Regions from separate parts of the Oryzias latipes genome. Here region 1 is linked to region 2. A link is a contact called in public Hi-C data. All regions are on one chromosome and are shown on one strand. Each heading gives the region's core, a stretch centred on a gene start, on an enhancer-like site or on the middle of the called end of the contact. The rest is flanking DNA. Distances are from core to core; before and after follow the strand shown. Region 1 has its middle 42 kb from the start of LOC101168779. Region 2 holds the start of LOC101168779 (myoD family inhibitor domain-containing protein).

The links. A called contact is a pair of places that touch in the nucleus more often than the background predicts.
Region 1: a contact with region 2 is called in a Hi-C map of embryo, with 2.3 times the contacts expected there. The contact joins the enhancer-like site here to the promoter of LOC101168779 in region 2. A contact is called at or near these places in 5 of 5 Hi-C or Micro-C datasets (embryo, fibroblasts and gastrula embryo).

Annotation. Positions count from the first base shown.
Region 1 is chr5:28,427,772-28,433,464 of ASM223467v1, forward strand. No RefSeq gene overlaps it. Among protein-coding and RNA genes, the nearest start is that of LOC101168779, 42 kb to the left of the region's middle. Within about 2 kb of position 3,345, at least 2 of the 8 cell types and tissues checked have an H3K27ac peak or open chromatin away from gene starts, as enhancers often do. A contact at or near this core is called in embryo and gastrula embryo, where this site is marked.
Region 2 is chr5:28,386,736-28,392,567 of ASM223467v1, forward strand. LOC101168779 (myoD family inhibitor domain-containing protein) reads left to right here and starts at 1,869. Exons shown (of 5, transcript XM_004069268.4): 1 at 1,869-2,561; 2 at 3,565-3,746. The coding sequence starts at 3,602.

The sequences.
Region 1 (5,693 bases), core at 2,095-4,594, 43 kb after region 2:
TTTTTTATATATATATTTAAATTTTTAACACTTTAATGGTGGCTTGAACTCATCTCTCTGTGGTTATGGGGCAATGAGACGAAGAAGAGGGGAGAGCGAAAGAGAGAAAGAAAATGAAACGGAGTGAGGAGTGAATGAGTGTGTGTTTGTGTGTGTGTGAGAGAACGACAGAGAGAAAGAGAGTGGCTCCGGCTGCACGGGAGAAAAAAGTAATCTTGCATTTGTGCTTTCATATTCTCCTTTAGTAGAGGCTCTGTACGCACATGAGAGAAATGCTATTCTAATTTAGCAAACTCTTAACTAATGCATACACAGACAAGGTAGCATTAATTCAAATTGTCTTTGAAAGTGTAGAATTTAACGGAATGGTTTGTTCTGATTTGTAACTTCAGTGTTTCTTTAAATTAAAGCAGTATTTCCAGCCCCCCACACTCCACTTACTCTCCTTTTTCCTTTCCCTTTTTTTTTCCTCACACACACACACACACACACACACTCTGTCTTTCCCTTTATCCACCCAGAACAATCAGCCTCTGCGCTTTCAAAGAGATGTCATTGAAAAAGTCAGAGATTTTTCTTTTTCCTTCTCCCCTTTAACCTTCAATCTGGTTCAGGCTCTTTAACAATAGAGCCCTTTGAGATTCATTAGATCTCCATTGATCATTTCTCATTTTTGTCCGCTCAAAAAATGTACAAAAATATACTTATTCTCACTCTATCCTGATTTACAGTAATACTGCAAAGGTATTGTGTTGCAAAAAATAGTTGTGTACACAATAAGTCACACCGTCCACATCGTAATGCAACGAAGAAATAAAGCCTCCCTGACGTTACTGGCGTTTTCAAGATGACACCATCGTTTTCAATACATGCGGCCTTGAACAGCAACATTAAACGATATTTATAAGATTGTCTATGTTACTTTGTTCTCTTCGGGATGGACAACAAGCATTAAAATGACTGCAGCCACTCAGAAACCTACTGTGACAAAATGAAAAGCCTTCGTTAGACGCTTTCACCATATAGGTTCAAAAAAAAATCCCTTTTCTGAGGGTAAAGTAGTCGACTGCCTCATGCAAATTATGCTGATATAAATGGCATGCCAGCCTCCAATCACTGACCAATTAATGACCTTGGGGTGCATCTTGTGACACATCAACAGCACTAATTTAGACTTGACAGGTCCCCTGGTGCGTGCCGGAAAAGTTCATGTTCAGTGTGTTTGTGTGTGTCGGTACCCTCCAGCACCAGTTGAGCTCATTACCATGGAAACCCAGTTTGCAGCTGTGAAGGTTTATGTCACTAAAATGAGCGTCCTCCTAACAACTCACAGTTTTGTGTGTTTTTTAATTAAATTTTTAATTTCAGAACACCTCTCCTTTGATAATTACACATCTGTAATCTTTTTGACCTCCGTCACCCGCTTTTTCGGTGAGCCGGATCTCTGCCACTAACTGTACTTTATCAACTGCATCAGCTTTTGTACGTCCAATCAATCACTTTAGTCAGTGTATCTCTATGCCTGTCTCTGTTGAGTGTGTGCGTTTGTGTGTCTCATTCACTCTCTAACTGCCTTATCACTCTCCTGCACCAGCAGCTCTCATTAGAACATTAATTGAAAAAGTGTAATTAATCCTGAAAGGTGGCGAGAGTGGACTCCGGCCAGGGAGAGGGAGAGGAAGACAGAGGTGGACAGACGGATGGGTGTTTAGTATGACCCAACACTGCCCCCTGTTGTTCCTTCACAGACATTCTCTTCAGTTCTGCGGGGTGGATACAGTGTTCTGTGTTTCATCTAAAGGGGCGTTTTTTACTTAAAACATTATGCTTTTAGAATTTAAAATGTTTAATTTACATAAAAAAAATTTTCTTATGGAGAACATTTAGTTTGATTCCTTTATGTTTTCTGTCTCAGTTTTATAAGAAATAATTCACTATAAATCAAAAACGTAATCATGCAATTAGAGTTTTTTAATCTAAAAATCTATTTATTCAATTAAGTCAGCAGTTTTTAATTATTTTTTTTGTTCAATTTACAATTTAACATCATTGCGCCATAAACTAATTTCAAAGTTGAAAATTTCTAAGTTTGCAATATTTGATCACAAACATATTTAAAAAGCACAAACATGTCTAATCTGTGATCTGTCGGTTTATGAAAATGAGTAATTTTTTGGCGTTTATGGTCACCTCTAAACCTGCACAGGGAGTAGAGAACCCACAGCAATGCAAAAACCAAGAAACTGAATAAATCTTCAAAAAAATGGGAAAACGGGTTGTGTTCTATTTTACCCGAACCCCCGGTGGTGAGGAGGATGAGGAGCCAGAGGTGAGGAGGAAGGAACAGCAGAAGGCCTGCTCCATTATTCTAATCCTTGGTTGTGTCTGGGTGACCTTTGGAGGGATGATTGTTTCTCATTTAGGACTGTGAGCTGTGATCTTCCCACCCGTTTGATCCCACTCACCTGACCTTTGTAAATTGGCTGTTAAGCATATCACAACTCGACCCCCGTGCCTCACACATGGCCTGTTAATGCACACAACCAGAGCTCCGGCACCCTGATAACTATTTAGACACTCACAGATATGCAGGCAGTACACATCCACACATCTCCTGCATGCAGCTGTTGATTGATTACTATTATTAGACATTATTTTGGGGGACGTCGATGTTTGTTTTTCGTTGTAAAACTAGTCTTAGCTCTCAGTGCGTTTACAGTGTGGCTAAGGTTCTAATTTAAATTACATATTTAACACAATGATTTATATGCGTCATAAAATTAAGGCAAAGATTTTTTTTGAAGAAAAGGGGAAAAAAACATTAAAATTGTCCATTCTGCCTATCACCTTTTCTTGGCTTGGTTAATGAGTAGCTGAGCTGAATGGCAGTGAGGTGATTTTTCCATCAGGCTGATGAAAGGAGAATTAAAGTCCACAGCTTGGGGTCTGCAGCACCATTACAGAAGGAAGAGGGTCTGAATTCATTTGGCCGGGCCACGATTCTAATTAACAACTCAATTCCACACAGAGAGGGAGACGGAACGAAGCAGCGGAGGGAGGGAAAGCCAGCTCCTGTATTGTGTGGAAGCATCTCCTGTATTTCAGGGAAATGTCAGAGAAACAGGTTCAGCTTTAATTTACATTTTCACCACCACCAGCTGTTTTACTTCTTTTCACAAGCTCCATTCCGGCCGTATCGGTTTGCCTCTGATTTTTCTAAATATTCACAAATGCCCTGTATTTACAGAAGCTCCTACCTTCTCCTGGTCGTCCGCCTCTGCAGGAACTTATCCCACATTGTGTTGTCCGCTCCACAGACTGCTGTGCTTCCTGGGGTTTCCTAAAGCTGTGGGTTTATGGGGGACATTTCCCTGGATTAAAAGGATGATTTCATTAGCCTCCATGGGTGTCAGGTTTCATTCTGGGGATTAAATCCTGCAGATTAGAAGCCATGGCTATTCTACAGCATCTCATTAATATTTAATAGCACCAGAAATGTAATTTAACAATCCTGTCTTTGTGATTACTAAGCAAATATATGCCTTGCTCTTTAAGAGCATAAATTGGGCTTTGAACACAGTTTCTGCTCAGGATTGGGCCTCATTTCCAAGTAGGTTTGTAGTCTTCCTCACTTCCTTCAAAACTCAGGAAGGTCAAACCACATCTGGCAACTTTTTCCCGCCATAAGAATTTTTTTTTAGATTTTCACCTTTTAAATGGCCTAAAAAAATTTGAAACCATTACTGACGGTTAGTCAGTGCACCCAACTTTCAGTCCCTCCTGGGGGATTTTAAGATCTGGCTCCAGCTGCAACAGCAAGTATGCTTTCTTCTCCTTTTCACTCCTCGCAGACATGAGAGTGGAGCCCCATCAGCTTGGACGGACTCAGGCCGGTCCCTGCAGAGCGTCTGCACGCCTCCTTCCAGTCAGAACGCCGCTCAGCAGCCTCCCCGAAGTATGAAGTATGGACAGAGGAGAACAAGGTGGGCACAAGGGGAGCCGACCGACTTAATGAGCCAATTTCTCAGATAATAAGATTGGTGGATATGCTAATATTTCTACCTTAAGGAGATAATTATGATGTAAAAGATAGAATATTTTATCTTAAAGCGACAGTGTGTGGGTCCCACAACTATCTGCAGTCTTTCCCTCTCTCTCATGGACAGCATGGGGGTGTGGGAGGGGTGGGGGCAGCTTGAGAATAGTTTTCTGTGTTTGAGCTTTGGGACAGTAGAAAAACAATGCCAAAGAAGGCCTTGATGCGTGCGGTTGTGTCGCATGTTTTTGGGCTGAGCCTTTGATCATGCCGAGCATTTGACACAAGGAGGAGAGGCAGGGGATTTTCTGCCTTCATAAATATTTATCTCATTACCGGGGGGCGAAAAATCACAGAAGAAAGCATAAAGAGATATCAATTGATCTTCATTGTTAATTGACCCAAAAGTATACTCCTAAATGTGAACAACAAAAACATTGTTCGTCCTTACACTCTCTGTGTACCCCAACAACATGCCCCTCACAAACCCTCACCACATTTCTGTTATGACTTTTTTTTTCCTAATTATTCTCAAACTCCCTATTGCTGCTAATTTTGTTTTTGTGTTGAACTTCCCTATCAACACAATTCCCCAAATAAATCTGCCCTGCCACCTGATGTGGAGAACTTGATAAAATGAGTTCCTGAAAGGCAGGATAATGGCTGCAGTTCATGGCGTGACCCAAATAGCCATAGGGGAATGGTTTAATACATGGGGAGGGGGGGGGTTGGGATTGAGCAGTCTACCTCACCCGCCCCATCTCCTTATGCTTCTTCACTCGCTCTCTGCCCTCTGTTTTACCATTTTAATTACTCCATAACGAGCTCAGTGGTGTAATTAAGAGCTCAGCTAGACCAGAAAAAAGTCAACCATTAGACCTGACCAGCTGATGCGATTCAGAGCAGCTGCAGCACACGGGAAGGAGCCGGAGTGAAGCCATCTCTGCTTTTCTTTCCTGAAAACTTCACTTTTCTGTGTGCAGCACACCAAAAATATTTTGATTAAAAAGAAAAGGTTTTTTTTTTTTTTTTTTTACATCAGGTTTCAACCAGCCTCAGGTGACATAAACTGACTTGACAACGTGCATGTGCGCACAAATACGCATGTCTGTTTTTGAGCTAAGAAAAGCGCCCCACAGTGACAGGTATCCCCTGGTGTTTTTGCTTCACAGAATCGCTTTATTTTCTTTGTTCTTAGGAAAAAAAAAGTGCAAAGTGACAGTGACAGCACAGTGGCCCACAGAACACACACAAACACACACAGAGTCACACATACAAGTCTGATGGAAGTGAGCTGCGCCTTCACCTGCTTCACCGCCTTTTTTTTTTTTTTTTTACCCACCCGTCTCCCCCTCCTCTGCCTTCTAATAGAATTCATGTACCTGTAAAGACACTTGCATCCTATTATATGCAATAAACTGCTTGCTTCATCCATGGCAGCAGCCTGTGAGTGGCACAATCTGCCAAACACACAATTTCCAAATCAAATTTATTTAGTTAGACCTCCATTCAAACCCACTCATGTAAGCTATCGTGTTACAGTGTGATCTGAATAACTACAGGCGGGAATCTAATTCATTTCATATTCACAGCGCTGCAGCACACGGCCCTCTTACAGGCTCGTATCAGTAAATTGTCAATTGTAGATGCTCTGCCA
Region 2 (5,832 bases), core at 619-3,118:
TCCGACTATTTTTTTTTTTACTTCAGTTTAGATGCCCTTTCAGATTTCCATCAGGAGCTGTAATGAATCAAAACTTAGGACCACAATTTTTTCGATCCGAACTCAACCATATATCTTTGGATTTGTTAATACCAGCAGGGACATTTTATGGCAGGAAGTTAAACCCTGAAAGAAGCAAAAAAAAAAAAAAAAAAAATCTGTTTTTTAAACAATAAGGCCCTCAAACAATAGACTTTTTTTTTTTTAATTAGGCAAGCGCTATGAATCATTTGTTTTACACATCAGGATTATGTGGGGTGAAGGGAAAGGTATTGGTTTTGCTTCTAACAACTTGGTCACAATTTTTCTATCAACATCTGCGCCATACAATAAGCTCAAGTTCATTAGATGGGAGTCAAACAGTAAGAAATGCTCTCCTCCTGCTGTTTTTGAAATAATTAACTGTTAAACCTGCGGTACATAACTTCTACTAACTGAATGAAGCCTTCCAAAGGGCTCTGTGGCTCTAAATTAGAGTAAATAAAATGATTAGGAAATGGATCAGCAGAATTAAAATTATTGTCTGTAGATCTGGAGGGTCTGTGTCATGTCCAATTGAATTTCTCAGTCATCCACATCCGCCTGAAACGAACAATGAAACCAGAAATGAGGTATAAGGTTCTATTGTTCAATTTATGCAAATGTGTTTGATCTTATTAAGCAAAAAGATTTAATGTTTGATTATTTTATCTGATGCATGTAAACCAGGTATGAGGATTGAAGCAGTTTAGATGGTCTTTTAGTGATATTTTGGTGATGTTTGTAGTCGTTCTGTAAGTCACTTCAGGGTTTGTTTGTTTTTTTAAATCATCCACAGCTGCTTTTATTTCTGTTCATTGTCCTCAGACTATATCAGCGTCAGTTTGTCGTGCTCATCTGCTTTATCCCTTTTTTGTTGTCTCACAAAGACAAGTCTGCTGCATTTTGGGCCCTAACACACCATTTGTTCATCACTGCAGGTTTTTGTTAGATAGGCTACTTTAAAGAAGAGTTAGCAACACAAGAAGCAAGTAGTAGTAAATGCTAAAATGTTGTGTGAGCCATAAAGATGAACGGAAAACATGAAGTTTACTGAAACTTGATGAAAAAAGCAAATAAATAAATAAATAAATTTTAAAAAAAAAACGCTTTATTGCATGTTTTTTATGGCTATTTTCTTTTTTTTTCCAATCGTGAGAATTGGTACTCTCAGGTTTAGTGTTTGTTGGGCTGCAAGGGCCCTGCGACAGACTGGTGACCTGTGTAGCAGTGGCTGGGTTAGGCTCCTGAGCCCCATGACCCCGAAACCGATAAAACGGATCCAGAAAATGGATGAATAGCTGCAAGCTGAGCCCTGGTTTGAACAAGGTTGAGCAAGGTTTGAACCCTGGCTGGGTTTCTAGACGCGTGCATGGCTTTTCTCCGGGCACTTCAGCTTCCTCTCAGTTTGCAAACATGCTTCACAGGTTAACGGGTGTCTCTAATTTTCTCCTAGGTGTGCATGTGTGTGTTAGTGTGTGTCCCTGCAACAGGCTTACTCTGCACCAACAATCCCGCCCACAACTCGGAGGCGAATTTCTAATACACTACTGCTGCTCTGCAGAAACTATGTCCTGGAAAACAACACAGGTTTTTGGCTGAAAGAGCATAATTATAATAAAAAGAAGACTGGGAATGATTTTACAGTAGATCCAAAGACAAGAGGGGGTCTTTGAATCACAAACTAATGTGATAGCAGGGTTTCACAGCAGAAATACTTCAACTTTTTAGTGCAAAAATAAAAGCAACTGATTGTTTTTCCTGCAGCAAACAAAGAAAAATAACTTTTACTAAAGCTAATTATACATGCATTCTATTCATAAACAATTAGTTTAAAAAAAACTATACTGTGAGGCGATAAGAAAAGCGTAAAACAATCAACTCCTTTCAGAATGTTGTAATTGTTTTAAGCAAATCACATAGATTCGAGTATAATAGCTCCTAATCTAAGCTTGCTTAGGTTGGTGCTTGTCTGTTTCAGGTTAAGGTGTAATTATTTGACAGAAGAGTTCAGCCCAACTACTCTAACGCTGGGAGGAAGCACAATCACTGCAGCCTCTGGCTTCCTGTGGAGCAGCAGCAGCAGCTGCAACAGCAGCAGCAGCAGCAGAGTCAAGTACATGGGTGTCGGGGAGGAGGCAGGCCTGCACCCAGAAGATATGCAACCGACAGTTTACGCTTGATAAAAGTTAATCATCTGAACTTAGCTTGCAGGACAAACGTGAGTAAACAGGGAGGTTTGTGGGGAGCTGCGTGCAGAGTTTGAACTCCTCCAACAACATCTGGTCTGCTGGAGGACGGGACGATCCGGAGGCGGGGAGAAGGCGCTCTTTGCTGGAGAAAATGCTCTGGAACTGGAGTTTCTGTCACCTGCATGAGCCGAAGAAAGACTCGGAGTGAAGAAGGGATTGTTGTGAGGAGAAGAGTGGAGGACTTCAGCTCCACCTGAGGAGATAAAGGATGAATTAGTCCAAACTTGGCTCCGAGTTGCAGCCAGAGAGGCGGTAAGAGACTGATTTTCTTTAACTTGATAGTTTCTGATATTTTTATAGTAAAAGTCAAGAAGGGAGTCAAACGGAGTTAATCCTGAACACGCAGAGACTCGTAAAGGAACGCCGTCACGTATAAAGGTCAGATGAATGTGAAGCTGCTGTGATGAGAGTTTCGTAGACAATTACTCGGATTTTAATTCGTCTAAAGCTGAAAAACTGAGCTTTCGGCAGCTTTTTTTTTATTTCCCCAAACTTTTTAAAAGTGGTAACTTCCTCCGTCTAAAGTGTTCCGTTTTTTTTAACACCTCTTGTGTTTTAACTTCGGTAAAAAAAAAGTAATATCCAGCCTTTTCTCTGGACTTCGCTGTCAAAACGGATAAAGGGTGAAACGCGCGCGGCCGCGGGAGCGCGCAAACAGCTGTCCAGCTGAGCTGCTCTGGCAGCGTCGTGACGCAGGTTTGCGAGCTTACCTAAGCGTGCCCAACCGTTTTAGAGGCGTGGGACGCAGTGTAGGGGGTACAAACCTGACACCAGACAGGAGTTGAACCGTTGTCTGCCTCTTTGGTTTGCAGAGTTGATCAAAAGTCCAATTACGTAATAATTAATTAGGCTCACCTCTGTAATTATGCCGTGTTAAACCAATTTAAATAAATACATTAAAAAACTCAATCTAAATCTGGCAGACTTTTAAATTCACACTTTTTGATCATCATTTACGTGCAAAGTAATTCAGATTTTAGATAGAAAGATAAATGTCAACAGAATTCAAAAATACAAAGTCAAATAATTCTCAGTTACCTGAACAATAAAGTGTTTAACATAAGGAATATAGACACATTTTCAGAAATCCTACTTACTTTAAACAAATATTTTTAAGAAGTCTGATGAAATTGGACTGTAACTGCAGTAATTGCTCCTCATAAAGGCTTTTTTTCCAGATTCAATGTGCCCAAATCAACAAAGACAATGGCAAATGTTTGATGTGGTCCATGAATGAATTTCTTTTTTATTTCAGGCTGATTTAACTCCTCAGAAAAGCCAGGCCACAAGCCATGGATGAAGACAGTAGGTCCACTCCCGTCTCTCCAGGGCCAGCTGAGGATGAAAACGCCGGTCTGGAGGCTTCAAACTCACACAAAGACTCAAATTCAAAGAGAGAGGATGGCTCCCTGGACCCCAAACCCTCTGGAAGTGAGGGTAAGGTCTGAGGCTTTCTTCTGTTTTCTGCCCTTTCAGAAAGAAATGCATAGTCTAAATATTTTCATACTAAAATCATTAATAATCAAAAAGAAAACATGTTGCAACACAATTTTTTTAGCTATTGGTTAAAATATAGCCAATAATTACATCTTCTTAACTTACACCCTGCTACATTTCTAATTATCCATAGATTACTGTGAAAACTCACAACTTTGAGGTGGATTTTGGCTTGCAAAGTTCTCCAAAACATTAGAATCCATTATTATTCATTTGAGTGGGCGGAGCTTCTTTAACCATTCATCCCAGAAGGTGACTCATGCAAACTACTAGAAAAACGTAATGAAATGTTATTACATGAGGCAGGGCTAATCTTTTTTTCCGTTTTTTTTTTCCTTTTTTGCAGGTCTTAGGAAGAAATATTTCTTTAATAATGATTTTTAAAGACTTATTTGTTGATGGAAGATTTGACTTATTTATCATTTTAATGGTGAGTGACTGCTTAATTGTTTAGTGCAATGGGTGTGTTTGTAGGTGACTTTGTTGTCTTGATGATCTGAGAGGTCAGGACCCCTTTAGCCCTTTTCTAATGACCCAGCTTGGGGCAGTTATGTGCCTGATTGACTCATGCAGGTTCAGCCAACACTGAATCAAGCTTCCTCAAGTTTCAGAGACTGCAGACCTGCGTGCAGGTCGTGTGGGGTAATTAGTGTGGGTGCAGTTAACATCTAGCATACTGTTAGCAGCTTGTTGCCATAGAGATCTGCCACAAAAATATTGATGTACCTTGTGATGTTTTTGAAGACAGTGTGTGTATATATATATATATATATATATATATATATATATATATATATATATGCATATAGCATCAGGGGTTGTGACCATTCCTGGGGAGTCATTCAATTACTTAATGGCAGGGATGTGTCTAAGCATGCTTTCCTGTCTGGACTGGATTTTACCTGGGTTTACTCCAAACTGTGACTTTTCCTACAAAAATTTCACCTTAGCTTCTTTATTAGACTCAGGGTTAGAAGGTGAGTCAATTTGTGTGGAAGAGACAAATGGGCAGACTTCAACAAGGCCGTGCTTTTACCTCTCCCTACCCCCCCCCCGTCTCAATTTCTCTACATGAAAAGTGCAAAGCCTTTTGTTCGGGCATAGCAAAAGCTCAGAAAATGTTCATTTTGTTCTATTTTTCTTGATTAAAATTTCCAAAACAAATGTGTGATTAAATAATGGACTTGGTCCAACCCCTTGTTCGTGTTATTTAAACCAAGGACAGACTGTGGCTTCACGATAAGGGCATTTTCAAGAAGGGAACAAAGTGCTGCTTTGAAGGACTGCTTTTGAGCAAAACTCCCTTTTGGCAGAATGTAATAAAGTCTGCAGAAGTCTACTACTTCTTATATTACCTATATATTTAAAAATTCAGCTTAAACAGAGGTTTAAGTGAAACCAGTAAACGTCACTTTGAATGCTTTTTTAAATTTTTATTTTTCAGCTATATTAGTATATACTATCTTATTATGTTCTTGTACCTGTTTTTTCAGCCATAATCTGATATATTTCCATCATCTGTTGGTAAAAACATGTTCACGAATGATTGCAAAAACCCTTTCAAAAATGTAAAAATAAAAAAGTCATGTGCACTTGTTTTTTTACACCTAATGTTAAATATATATATATATATATATATATATATATATATATATATATATATATATATATATATATATATATATATATATATATATATATATATATATATATACACACACGTCAATTTTTTCCAAGTTTTTCTTTTTTATTTTTACATTTTTAATTTTCAAATTTTGTAGCCATGAAACTTTATTTTTTCTTTTACAAGCTCTACACCACAAATAATCTCTCACAAATAATTGTCATCATACAGATTTTTTCATTTTGTCTGTATTAATTTGCACTTATTTCTTTCAGCTGAATTCCCAAATGCAATGTCGTTTTTTTTTTTTCCATAGTTGTTTTAACAAATCAGTACCAAGATATTGACATTAACTTTTTTTCTGAATGTCAGATTTATAACGATTTTTGTTTTACTGTATTT